Regions from separate parts of the Gossypium hirsutum genome. Here region 2 is linked to region 1. The links are chromatin contacts, called in public Hi-C maps. All regions are on one chromosome and are shown on one strand. Each heading gives the region's core, a stretch centred on a gene start, on an enhancer-like site or on the middle of the called end of the contact. The rest is flanking DNA. Distances are from core to core; before and after follow the strand shown. Region 1 holds the start of LOC107917059 (protein MIZU-KUSSEI 1). Region 2 has its middle 10 kb from the start of LOC121229639.

What was found. Hi-C and Micro-C count contacts between places; a contact is called where the count stands out from the background.
Region 2: a Hi-C map of callus shows a contact between it and region 1, with 4 times the contacts expected there. The contact joins the enhancer-like site here to the promoter of LOC107917059 in region 1. A contact is called at or near these places in 6 of 34 Hi-C or Micro-C datasets (callus, leaf and seedling).

What each region holds. Positions count from the first base shown.
Region 1 is chrA01:18,835,153-18,840,977 of Gossypium_hirsutum_v2.1, forward strand. LOC107917059 (protein MIZU-KUSSEI 1) reads right to left here and starts at 3,324. Exons shown (of 1, transcript XM_016846451.2): 1 at 2,478-3,324. The coding sequence starts at 3,271. The coding sequence ends at 2,552.
Region 2 is chrA01:18,924,620-18,931,198 of Gossypium_hirsutum_v2.1, forward strand. No RefSeq gene overlaps it. Among protein-coding and RNA genes, the nearest start is that of LOC121229639, 10 kb to the right of the region's middle. Within about 2 kb of position 4,887, at least 4 of the 9 cell types and tissues checked have an H3K27ac peak or open chromatin away from gene starts, as enhancers often do. A contact at or near this core is called in leaf, where this site is marked.

The sequences.
Region 1 (5,825 bases), core at 2,074-4,573:
CAAAATAGGAGTCACACGGCCAAGTGACATAGCCCAAGCCATGTAGCATTCGAAATACCCTCACACGGCCATATTGCAAGTTGTGTGGTAGACCGTGTACAATTCTATATTAGGTCACACGACCGTGTCGTAGGCTGTGTGCCAGACATAAGGGTCAATGTCTCGAGACATGGTCTTGTTGTCTCAAAACTTCAAACTTCGAAGCTAAAATTTCAAAAAAGAGGAGGCATGTCTCAAGATATGACTTCAGTATCTCGATACATAGCTCTACATTTTGCTAGTTTGCCTTAAGATTCATAACTTGGCTTTGTGTTTGACCATATTTGATGCTAGTTTAATGTATGTGGGCCTGTTTGAGTTCATTTATGGTCTTTGAAAACTAATTGCTTTGGCAACTAATGTGACGTCCTGCATCTTATCGACTTTTAGGTTGAGTAAAGGGTATTGCATTAATTTTTTTAAATATATTTGATAACCCACGATAAAAATGACTAGATAGAGTTTTTTGAAAAAATGTATAGAAAATGATGAGTATATGACCTATTTATCACTCAATAGAGAATAGATTTATTTTATTTCACTTCTTTTAAGATTATATTATCATTTCTTAAACAATCTAAATATACTCAATATTTAATTTTAAATTATATACCGAACATATTTTATAAATTAAATTCAACACTGAATTTATAATATTTATTTTTACATCATTTGCTTTTTTTAGTATTTAAAATTACAGTTTATCAAATAGACTTTTAATTAGGTTAATTAAATTGGAAAATATATTAAGTAGCAATGAGTGTATAATGATTTTTGGCATAATGACTTATTTCGCCTTCCAACTTTATAAAAAAAGAAAAGAAAAATCATTTTAATCATTCATTTAATTTTTCGCGTCTTTTAGCCCTTAAACTTGACTTTTTTGTCAAATCATACCAAAATAGTTGAAAAAAATTAACATTCATTAACTTTGCTAATGTGACATACACGTGGGTTGCCACATAAATGACACATTAAACATTTAACTCTTTTTTTTAAAATTTTAAAATATTTTTCATAATTTTTAATAATTTTAATGATCTTTAATTTTGAAAAATAGTTTTTATAATTTTTTTGAATTTTTTAAAAATTTTAAAGTTAATTAAATGTTGACATATCATCAACGTGGCAATTCACATGCATGCAATGTCAGTAAAATTAAAAAATGTTAACTTTTTCATTGATTTTAGAGTGATTTTGACAAAAAAAAAAAGAAGAAGAAGCAAAATTGAAGCTAAAAAAGGCAAAAATAATCAAATAAAATGTTAAAATGGCTTTTTATGTAAAACTAAAAGAACAAATAAAACATTATACCATAATTCTTTGTATTTAAAAATTAATCACATGATAATGATTACAGAAATGGCAAATTTGGTTAAAAAAAACTGCAATGATAACTAAATTACTCCAAATTTAAAAGTAATAAAAACAAATACTTTATGTCGATGATGCAAAATTGGACAAACACGAAAGTCATATACATGGGAAGTCTATTTATTTTCATTGTATGGAGTATTTGGAAGAATAGAAATTTATTTATTTTCTAAGATAATTTATGAAAAGCTGATGAGATTATTATAGTGTTTGTTATTTGGGTGAAATAATTTTTATCCACACATAAGGAGGGATTTAATTGAGAATGTACCTCCACTCGGGGGGAACATTTACTAGATAAAAGAACTCATCTACATATTAATGGGACAATTAATTTGATTATAGGTTTTGCAGTTGAAGGTGGTGTTGCGAAATCACCTAGGGGAATGAATTTTGGGCTTTAATCATTTTTTGGGTGTGTGCTCATGCCTTTGAAGTCAAATTATGAGTTATTCTTGATAGTTTATCCATTCTAGTTATAAGAATAGGGGTGAATAGAATTTTGATCAAAATTGATAGTCAAGAAATCCAAGCAATTCAAGGGACAACTTCAGCTAATCTGAATTCAACTTTGATTAAGCGTATTCAGAGATTACTTCAAGACAAAGATCATTAAGTGCTACGCACATTCTTAGAGAAGCTGATCATGTTGCTAATTGAATTTCTAATATGGTTTCGGCTAATTTGGTAGGGGTACAAATTCTGACAACAACTCCTTTGTAGTTAATTGAGATTCTTAATAGTGATAAGTCTAGCGGTGCTTTCAGTATTATGAACATAGTTTAATTCTTTATTGTATTAATTGTTTAAAAAAAAGAAAGAAAATAAATTTGCAATAATCCTATATGGAATAATAATATTTATTATCCATTCAATATATATTCTACAATTTTAAATATTTAGAAATAATATTAAGTGTAAATTAAAATTGGAATTGAATTCTTTTTTTTCCAAACTCTACTTAAGAAATATTGGGTTATTTTATCACTTTAACTCAACTCAACCTCTTTAGTGTTTTTCTTTTTAAGCAAAAACATAATCCTAGGCTCAAAGGTGGAATTGGGTTTAAAATTAAGTTTTGAAATTGATTAGAGTATTGGAGGAGTGCGAAAATAAGATATATATACATAAAGAGATGTCAGGATCTGAATAGGAAGATACTGAGTTCCTGAGCAGTGCTACCCAGTGGATTAAGCATGTGAAATGAGTGGGAATGAGGTGACCCAATGACCCTCTGGAAACTAGCTCGCATATACATCAGCTCCCCGTCCTCTTCACACTTTGGAGAAACCGGCAAAACTCCGGCTCCCACCGACACGGACTGCATGAGCTTAAGCACCGCCGCATCATTGCTGCTCATCTTCCTCTTAATGGCAAACCCCACCTTTCTTCCATTGCAGTACATGGACCAAACGGGGACGTTATAAAGCCCGCATCTCTCTTTGCTCTTGTCGTCGCACTCCAGCGCTATCCTCAGCAGACCGTACTGCATCTCTCTGGCAAGGTATGCAGTAGGGACACCCAACTCCAACAGTAAAAGCGGAGAGCTTCGGCTGTCATCCTGCAGGCAGAAGCTCACGCGCCCCTTCCTGTACCCGAAGAAAGTCCCCGTGATGGTTGATGTTGAAGTTGAAATTGACGTTGAAGTAGTGATTGAGCCATGGCTTGATTCCGTGTCACTAGAAACTGTGCCTGACATTGAAGGCGGTAAGCCGCAACAAGGGACCATACATTCCACCAGGGACCATAAGGATCGCCGGAACCTAACTTCCCGCCCACACTCCACAGAGGTTGCCATATCTATTGTATTTATATGGAGAGGCCCTCTCTGGCTCCCCAAGTCTATCATCATCCTCATGCTACAATCAATATAGTGTAAGGTGAGGGTGAATGCGATGTGGGATAGTAGGAGGGGAATTTGATGGCAATAAATAAGGAAGCAAAAGGTGAGTGGGGGGCTGCAATCGTGGGCAATAATTGTGCCCACGAGGGGGAAGGGGGGCCCGGCCTTTGGATGATGGCGCGCGTGATTGTGAAATGCAGAAAATTTGATCCCTCCAACCCAACCTCATGCTCTCCATCGCCTGTTGGATTGTGAAAGTATACCAGAAATTATGCAACATGACCCATGCTGCTTTGTCTGTCTAAATTTAATAATGTAATAAAACATATCAACTATTAAGCAACAATTTTTGTAGCCAATCCAATCACCATTTTTATTTGATTGATTTATGCCTTGCACCGCACGTGTCCCTACTCCCTACTAATAATTCAACAAACATTATTTCTTCTTTTTCGGAATATAATTTCTCTTCCATCTCTCTATACTAATGTATCGTATAACATACATTTTCATGATGAATTTAAGGTCACGTAATTCTTCTCTCTCTCTCTAATAAATATCAAATAAAGAATTAAACATTATCGCTCCAATTAAGGTTTAATCCTGGTCTAGAGACTTGTTTCCATTAATTAGCGGATAGAGAAACCCGTATATCTATCGTATTGAAGCCCCTGGCCCCCCTAAATCATTACGCATGCACCTACTGGCTTTGACAAATTAACTGGTCAGACAACATATATATATATAATACTATAATACAAGAAAAACGTAGTCTCTACAAAAAGGATGAAATTTATGGCTAAGGTTCACATCAATAAAGTTAAAGTGGGCTACAGTAGAAAAAAGAGTAGGACAGCATGCATGAGCATGCACGAGGCACTGATTAGACCCAATCAGTCGTTTCTGTCTCAAGCTTTTGCTACCCGCACGTACCAACTCTTGCTCAAAAAAAAGAAAAAAAAAAAGAAAAAAGAAAAAGAAGCAAGCTTCTCTTAAGATAGAAATCAGATGTAATTAATTGATTAATGATGATGATGATGACATCATTTAGGTCGTCATTATCATTTATAATTGCAGATCCATTGGGAGTAATAATAAAGCAGCAGCCTAGACCCTTACGAATATTCATGCCAATACGTAAAAGCCATTATGAGACACCCTTATCAAGGATAGTTACAAGCCTACAAGTTCAATGATCCATTGAGCAGTTGAACACCATGAAGGGCACAACTCTGATATCGTACCCTTACATATGTCGCCTTGTTCAGGGTGGAGCTATCTTAAGGATTATGGGGTGAGTTTCCTCAATTATTTTTAAGGATAAATTATATAAGTGGGCTTCCCTAATTTAGTAAATTAATATTTATTTTTTTATTTTCAAGATTAATCTATAAAAAATTAAAATTGTGATTTTACTTGTGATAGATTAAAATTTCTATATATAATTGAATTTGGTCGATTGAGTATTAGTTCGATTAGCATAGATATTGTTGCTAATGCAAGAGATTAAAATTTTTATACACAACTGAATTTGGTCGATTGAGTATTAATTCAATTGGATGGGCGTTGTTGCCAATGTAAGAGGACGTAAGTTTGAGTGTGCTGAAACGCATTATTCTCCTGTTTATAGGTTAGGGAGGGATTATGGGTAGTTTTAGACATTGTGTAAAAAAAGAGCAAATATGATCAGAATATATAATAAAATTGTTAAAAAAAAAAGGAAATATTTTTTTCTTTGTTGAAAATATAATAAGGACTTAGATTAAATATCTCTTAATAATATTTTTAATAATTTTTAAAAAGTGATATTAATATTCTTTTAATTCCATTAGCTGTTCTGGCTTATGAACTCAAATTAACACATATTTTTTAATTATCACAAATTGAAACTTTAACCTGCAAACCTTTCTTTTCATAGTAAAACAAATCAAAACTTTGCAAATTAGATGATTAATTCTTCAATGGAAGACAAAGTATTTTCCTTAGTAATCGTGATAGTATCGAATGCCATGACAAGAAAATAGAGTAACTAACTTAGAAATTTTTAACATATAAAGAATTCTAAATTGAAAGTTTCAAATTTAAAAAAAAAATTCTCATTTTTTCTTAATATACAACCAAATCATCAAACTTATTACAATCAGATATATAATCACACCTTTTTTTTTTCTTTTGCAAATCTAAAACAGATGAAATTTAAGTACCAAAATAGATCATATTTAAGAAAAGAGAACTACAAATCAAATCAAATTAAATTGAATTAAAGAAATACTTCCTTCTTCCCCTATTACAGCACAAATGCCAAAACATGTTAGGTTTAAGAAACCATTTGAATCAAGAAATGTGAGAGGGAAAACATTGAAACAAAAAAAATTGAAACTCTCTCTACAGTTCGAAATAGAATAGAGAAATGCAAAAAAAAAAAAAAAGAAGAAGAAGAAAAAGAAGAAGAAGAAAAGAAAGTGAGAGAACTCAAAACTTAAACAGCCCGAACTTTCAACCAAGAAAAGGAACATGCAAAAATGGCTCTTGAATTTCTAGGCTTCATTATGAAATGTCCTATATTTGA
Region 2 (6,579 bases), core at 3,637-6,136, 91 kb after region 1:
ATCTATTCGAATTTCATATCTTTCGATTTAGTCTTTTTGATGTCGAAAACATTATATATATAACAATTCAACTAAAAAGCAAAACAATATAACACATCATATCATTAATAATAAAGTAAGTCTCATATGAACTTACCTGACAAAAACAGCAACAAACAAAACGTCAAGGACTAATCTACAAAAATTGTCTTTTTCTCGATTATCTGCCAATTAACTCAAATCTCTATCTATATAATAATTCATTTCAATTCACCAATTTAAAACATCTAATAATAGCCTATCATGAACATGTATTAATTCAGTGTTATCTTTTGAATGTTCCCTAAAATTTTAAATTTTATTCAATTTAGTCCCTAAAACTGGAATAGTTATATCTTTCAAATTAAAGCTTCGATTTACAATATGATTTAAGTTACATCCTTCCTCAGCCCTCTATCATCTATAATTATAGAAATTTAACATCAATTTCAAATTTTTCACACTTTAGTCCTTATATTCAAAAATTAACATTTAAACTTTACAAACTAGTCTTTTTTTTCATTTCTAAGCTTAAACGCTAACATTTTAACACCAAAACTTCAAGCATTCTTCAATGGAAACATTTTGAAACTTTAAAAATTTTGAAAAATAACACCCAGATTAGCTAAATCAAGTTACAACGATCTCAAAAACATAAAATTTATGAAAAACAAGCTTCAAAAGGCTTACCATGCAAAGGATTAAAGTTGAAGCTTCCAAACCTTTTTTTTTTCTTCATTTAGTTTCCTTAAAGAGATGATGAATAGAAACAAAAATATTGGCTTTGTTTCTTTTTAATTACTTTAACATATAAAACATAATAATTTAATTATAACATAACATTATTTTTAAAAATACCATCATGTCATCGGCTTTCAAAAGGGCTAATTTCCAATTTGAATTATTTTGGTTTAATTGCTAAATTAGCCTTTTAACAAATAAAAATCTATAGCGATTAAATTTTATCGCTTTTATGATTTGGTCCCTATACCATAATTAGTCACAAATTTGATAAAATTACTTATCCAAATTTCAATTGACCTATATAATAACTGTAAATATTTAATATCAATATTTACGGACTCGATTTACAGGAACGAGGTCCCAATATTGCATTTTTTGACACCACTGGCTTTAAGGTCGTTACACTTGTATCTTAATCAACTATCAATTAAAAAAATTACTAAACCATAATTCAATATAAGGCTATAATAAACTCGTAAATATTAATTAGTAATATTTATGGGTTCGATCATTGAAGAATAGGGTTCCGAAACCACTTTTTTCGGCACCACTAACTTTCAAGTTGTTACATCGCGATTGATGACTTCATCAATTAGTAAGTGACGTCACAACCACAGGAAACTAGATGTTGATGTCACTCACTGTCGATCTAAGTCACAACATTGGGGACTTTTCATAGCGATGTTACCTCTGTTTTGGAAAAAAATCACTTTGGTACACATTTCATGTTTCCAACGAAACACATTTTAACACATATATGCATATGTTAATTTCACCAATGCATTATCTCATGCTAAACTATGCCAAATCAAGCTTGTAACACCTTTGAAACCAAGTATTCAAGTGGCATAAAACTCATGTTCAAAATATAAACATGTCCAAGCCATTTACCAACTTTAATTCACCAAGTTACTTCTTTTTTGCAAGCTTTAACATATAAAGCTTATGCAAGCTTGAAATCATGAATCCAAATGACATCAAACATGATCAAAACTAAGCACCAACTAGGCCATATATCAAGATTAAACTAAGCACCAATTAGGCCATATATCAAGATTAACATACAAACTAAACCTTAGCCACAATTACAACTTTGGCATTCACAAGTAGATATGACCATTTACACAATAAAAACCCTATATACATGCCACGATATTAGGACTCAAAATGAACATAATTTTACCGTCTTGTTGATAGTGTGATATCAACAATGACCTGACTTCAAGAGTTCCGCAATCTAGGGATCTACATGTAAAGAAAACAACACCATAGGTAAGCATTCAAGGCTTAGTAAGTTCAACTGGAAATTACAACACTTGCCTTTCTCATAGGTGAACATGTTAATTACCAAAGGTTTTGGCATACATTTAGCTAGAAAATGACACTTAATGTCACAACAAGGTGAGTATAATAAACATAAGTATTCATGTGCATCAAACATTATAAACATGACTCAAAGCACACAAATTTGTACCAATTCACATATACTCATCTCAATTTCATGTTCTACCATCAATATACAAGTTCATACCATTTCAAATGAATCGCGTATCATAATAGTTTATCAAATTCGATTCGTTTCATTTTTTATTTTCAAGATTCAATTTCAATGTCTCGCCCAATGGAACCCTAGTAAAACGGGCTTGGACACGCGGGTGAACTACACCATTCCAAGATAACTCAAATGAGCATAAACTACACCACACCAAGGCATTAAAGTGTAAAGCCCGTAGGCATAAAGTGTTTAAACATATTCAATACATCCCTCCACCACACTAATATCTCTGTAGAGACAAAAAGTACTCGATGATCCACAACAAATGCTAGATCCCAAAATAACTTGTCATAATCTTCATATCATCAACTATCCCATACACAAGCGCGCATATGACCCTATTGGCATGTCAATTGTATCCTAGCCTTTTACTAAGTTCACATAGGCATCAATCATTCATATTTGCATATTCATACTCTATATTGTCACATATCAATTTCTGAATTCTGTTGATTGAACCTAAACATCAATTATACATACATTTAATGATATTTTTCATTCCTCTAGTTACAACAATAGATATAATATTCATCACTTATCTCATTTTATTTCAATTCAATCACATTTTCTAGCCATATATGACAATTTCCACCAAAATCTTAACTTATGTTCAAACATATATATATTGACAAACAAACACAAGCATACCTATTAAAAGTAAGGGTAGTAAGTTCCATAAGAACTTATCTTTTCAAAACACAAAATAGGCAGATTTCTCAGGGCCTGTTCTGTAATTTAGTTTTTCCTCTACTAGCTCCACTTTTATCAAATTTTGGTTCTATACAATTATATTTATAACAATCAATATCATATATTAACACACAATAGCCATTTAATGGCTCATAACAACAATGCCATGAATTGCATGATTCAAATTAATTCCTTTTTTAATATACATATATTTTGCATTTTATTTAATTTAGCCCCTAAACTTGGGATAAGTATAACTTTCAATTCCTAGCTTCGGATTAAAATCCGATTTCACATTCTTTCATTAAGGACACTTTACTTTCTATTTCTAGTATAATTTCATGATAGGTTTTATATTTATTCAATTTGGTCCTAATGTTACCAAGCTAATAAATAAGCTTAATTAACTTTGCAATTTAGTCTTTTTTTTATAATCTAAGCTCAATATCTATCAATTCCAAACCTAATTCATTAATTAATCAACAATGGAAACTTGCTAAAAATTTAATAATTGAACAAATTGATACATGGGCTAACTAAATAAAGTTCTCATGATAAAAAATCTATAATAATTATAAAAAAAAGGCTTGATTTTATTACCTTATTGATGGCTGAATGTAGAAACATAAAAAATGGTTTCCTTCCTTAGGTTTTTCTAAGCATGGACAGTTGGAAGAGAAATAAATGGGGAAGATGACACTTTTCATCCACTAACTTAGTGTGTGTATATATATTGATTAAGGCTTAATTAATCTAACTTAATTAGCTTAATTAGGCTTAACTATGTTAATTTTTATTATTAACCAATCTAAGTGGCACACACTGTCAATATCAATGAAAAATGAATAAATAACCATTTTGGCCCTTTGGTTAATTTTCATTTAAGTCCTCAAGTCTTTCCTTAATTAAAAGTCAATGGCAACTGAACTTTACAATTTAGTCACTGAGTCTTAATTAACTATTCTATCAGCTAAAGTACTTGACCATTCTTCAATATATTTCTATATTAACTTCGTAAATATTCCTATTTTATATCTACAGACTCGGTTTACAAAAATGGGATTCTGAAACCGCATTTTTCGATACCAATGAAAATCAAATCGTTACAACCTATTTAAAATATGGGTTCAATGCTCGAACCTGAACCAACCCATTTTTCTAAGTTTAAGCATCTTGTGTTATTTTTTAAATATTATGTAATTTATAAGACATAAAAACTAAATCTATAAGAATATATACTACTATATAATGATAACATTAAAAAATATTTTTTTGAGGAAAACATTAAAAAATATTAAGATGCCTATATATAAAATTTTGATAAATGAAAAATATTATGGACGAGCCTAAATTGGACTTGTGTTAGCCATTTCTAAATATGAGTGGGCTCGGATAAAATTTTAGGCTCATATTTCAACTCGAGACAAACTTGGGTAAGCATAAAGTGTTCTAATATCATACTTAACTTGACCCATAAACATCGAATTTCTGGCCCAAAAAAAAACTCTTAAGAGTTAAAAATATATATACAATTATATAGATTAAAGCATAATTAAATAAATATAAATAATAAAATTAAAATTCACAATAGTGATTTAATTAAATTTATTAAAATATATAAACCATTCCTCTTAACTCTAAAGATTCCAAAAGAGTTATTAAATTCAAAAGAAAATGGAAAAATATGGTGGTAGTTTAATTAAATTCTTTAAAAATATGCAAATCACCCCATATCAACTCTAAATATTTCAGAAGGAACTAAAAATGTATACTATAAAAATGGTAGGGAGGAGAAAAAGAAGAGACAAGACATGTGTGAAGTAGAATGATGCAAATGTTTAAAGAGGTTAGAACCACATGCACATGGAGATGGATATGGACATGCACTACCAGCGGCATCTTGGACTGGGACCAAGCCTTCTCATCCTAAACTATCGCTTTCCGGAGGTCAGGGCGGCCTTATAATAATATGAACAAACATATATATAATTAATATATATGAACCATTTGTCCAAATAATTAATATATAATAATATGAACAAACATATATATATATTCTAAGTCCTGGATTTATCCCACGATGAGACGCGTCCACGCATGCAAGAGCTGCCTACCGCTAATAGACCAAACGTACGTGCGTGTCATCCATCCCACTTTGTCAACCAATCAACCTTTTTTCATTCATACGTATTCTCAAACACCTTATGGTTGATTAAGCAAATCAAACAACACGGACCACTACCTTCCGAACACAGCAACTATTACGCAATAGTTGCGTACGCCCGAAGAAATTTTGATAGTCCCTAGAAAATACCAATGTAATAATATGCATAATCGACGCGGAAGGGTGGAAATTTAATGAAAATTAAAATGTAATTTTATTATAATTTACAAGTATTAAATTAGAATTTTATATTTTTAGGTTAAAATGTTATTTTATCATATATTAATTTATAATTTTATAAATTTTAAAGCGATGTCTTGTCCTTGTATATAATTAAGTTGCATATAGTAATTTTTCATTTTGAGCATTATTTACTAATATTATCAATGTCACTTATTCATTAACTCGATAACAAATGATGGTATGCTCTTTTTAACCAATGTTGTTGGAAGTGAACCGATCTTGTTTTTCTAGCTGGTTGAACTGAAAAATAATAAGTGTATTGGTCCAAATGGAGACACTAAATCGCTTTTGAATCTGAAATTAAAATTAATTGAATTAATTTGTTGTATTTATTAATCCAATAACATATTTATAAGCCTCAAATTTTAGGTGATTTAAAGATTTACACACTTTTAATGTGTATGTATGTGTCTTCAGATCAAATACTTTTGGATGCTATCATTTAATAATAAATTGTATATGTATTTTTTAATTAATGGATTATATGTCTATAAATGCGAATGGTATTGGATTTTGTTAATGTGTTTATTACTTGAAATGATTTTAATTGACATTAATTATGTTGTTTACTAAAATTTATATCTTTTTAGGGAACTTGAATTTATATTGTTAATGTTGGTTTTGGTGCTTTAAATTCAATTTTACAATACATTTAGGAATGATAATGTTAATATTTTAATTGAATTTAGAATGTTTAATTGGTTTTTATGTCATTATTTTTATTTATTTGTAGTTATTTTTTTGCGACTAAACTAATTGGATTGGAATTTGGTTGTCTAACCAATTCAATTTTGAAAACAATGTTTTTAACCCATTCAACTATAGTTAAAGCATCATTTTGGTGTTTTTAAAATTTCTTTTAATGATAATTTAAAACTTCCAAATTTTTCTGAAAGTATAAAATAATAAAAAAAAACACCTCCTAAAAATGAATTTTTTTAATTTATTTTTGAAATTATAAAAATATTTTTAAATTATAGTTATGTGGAAGTTTCTATTTAAAAAACATAAAATTATTAAAAATTATAAACTTCCAAAAGAATATAAAATATTTAGATTTTTTTTAAAAATTATAGATATACAAAAAAAATATTAAATTATATAAAAATTTTCAGAAAGTTGTAAAAGAAATAAAATTTTCATAAAATAAAAATGTTATCTAAAA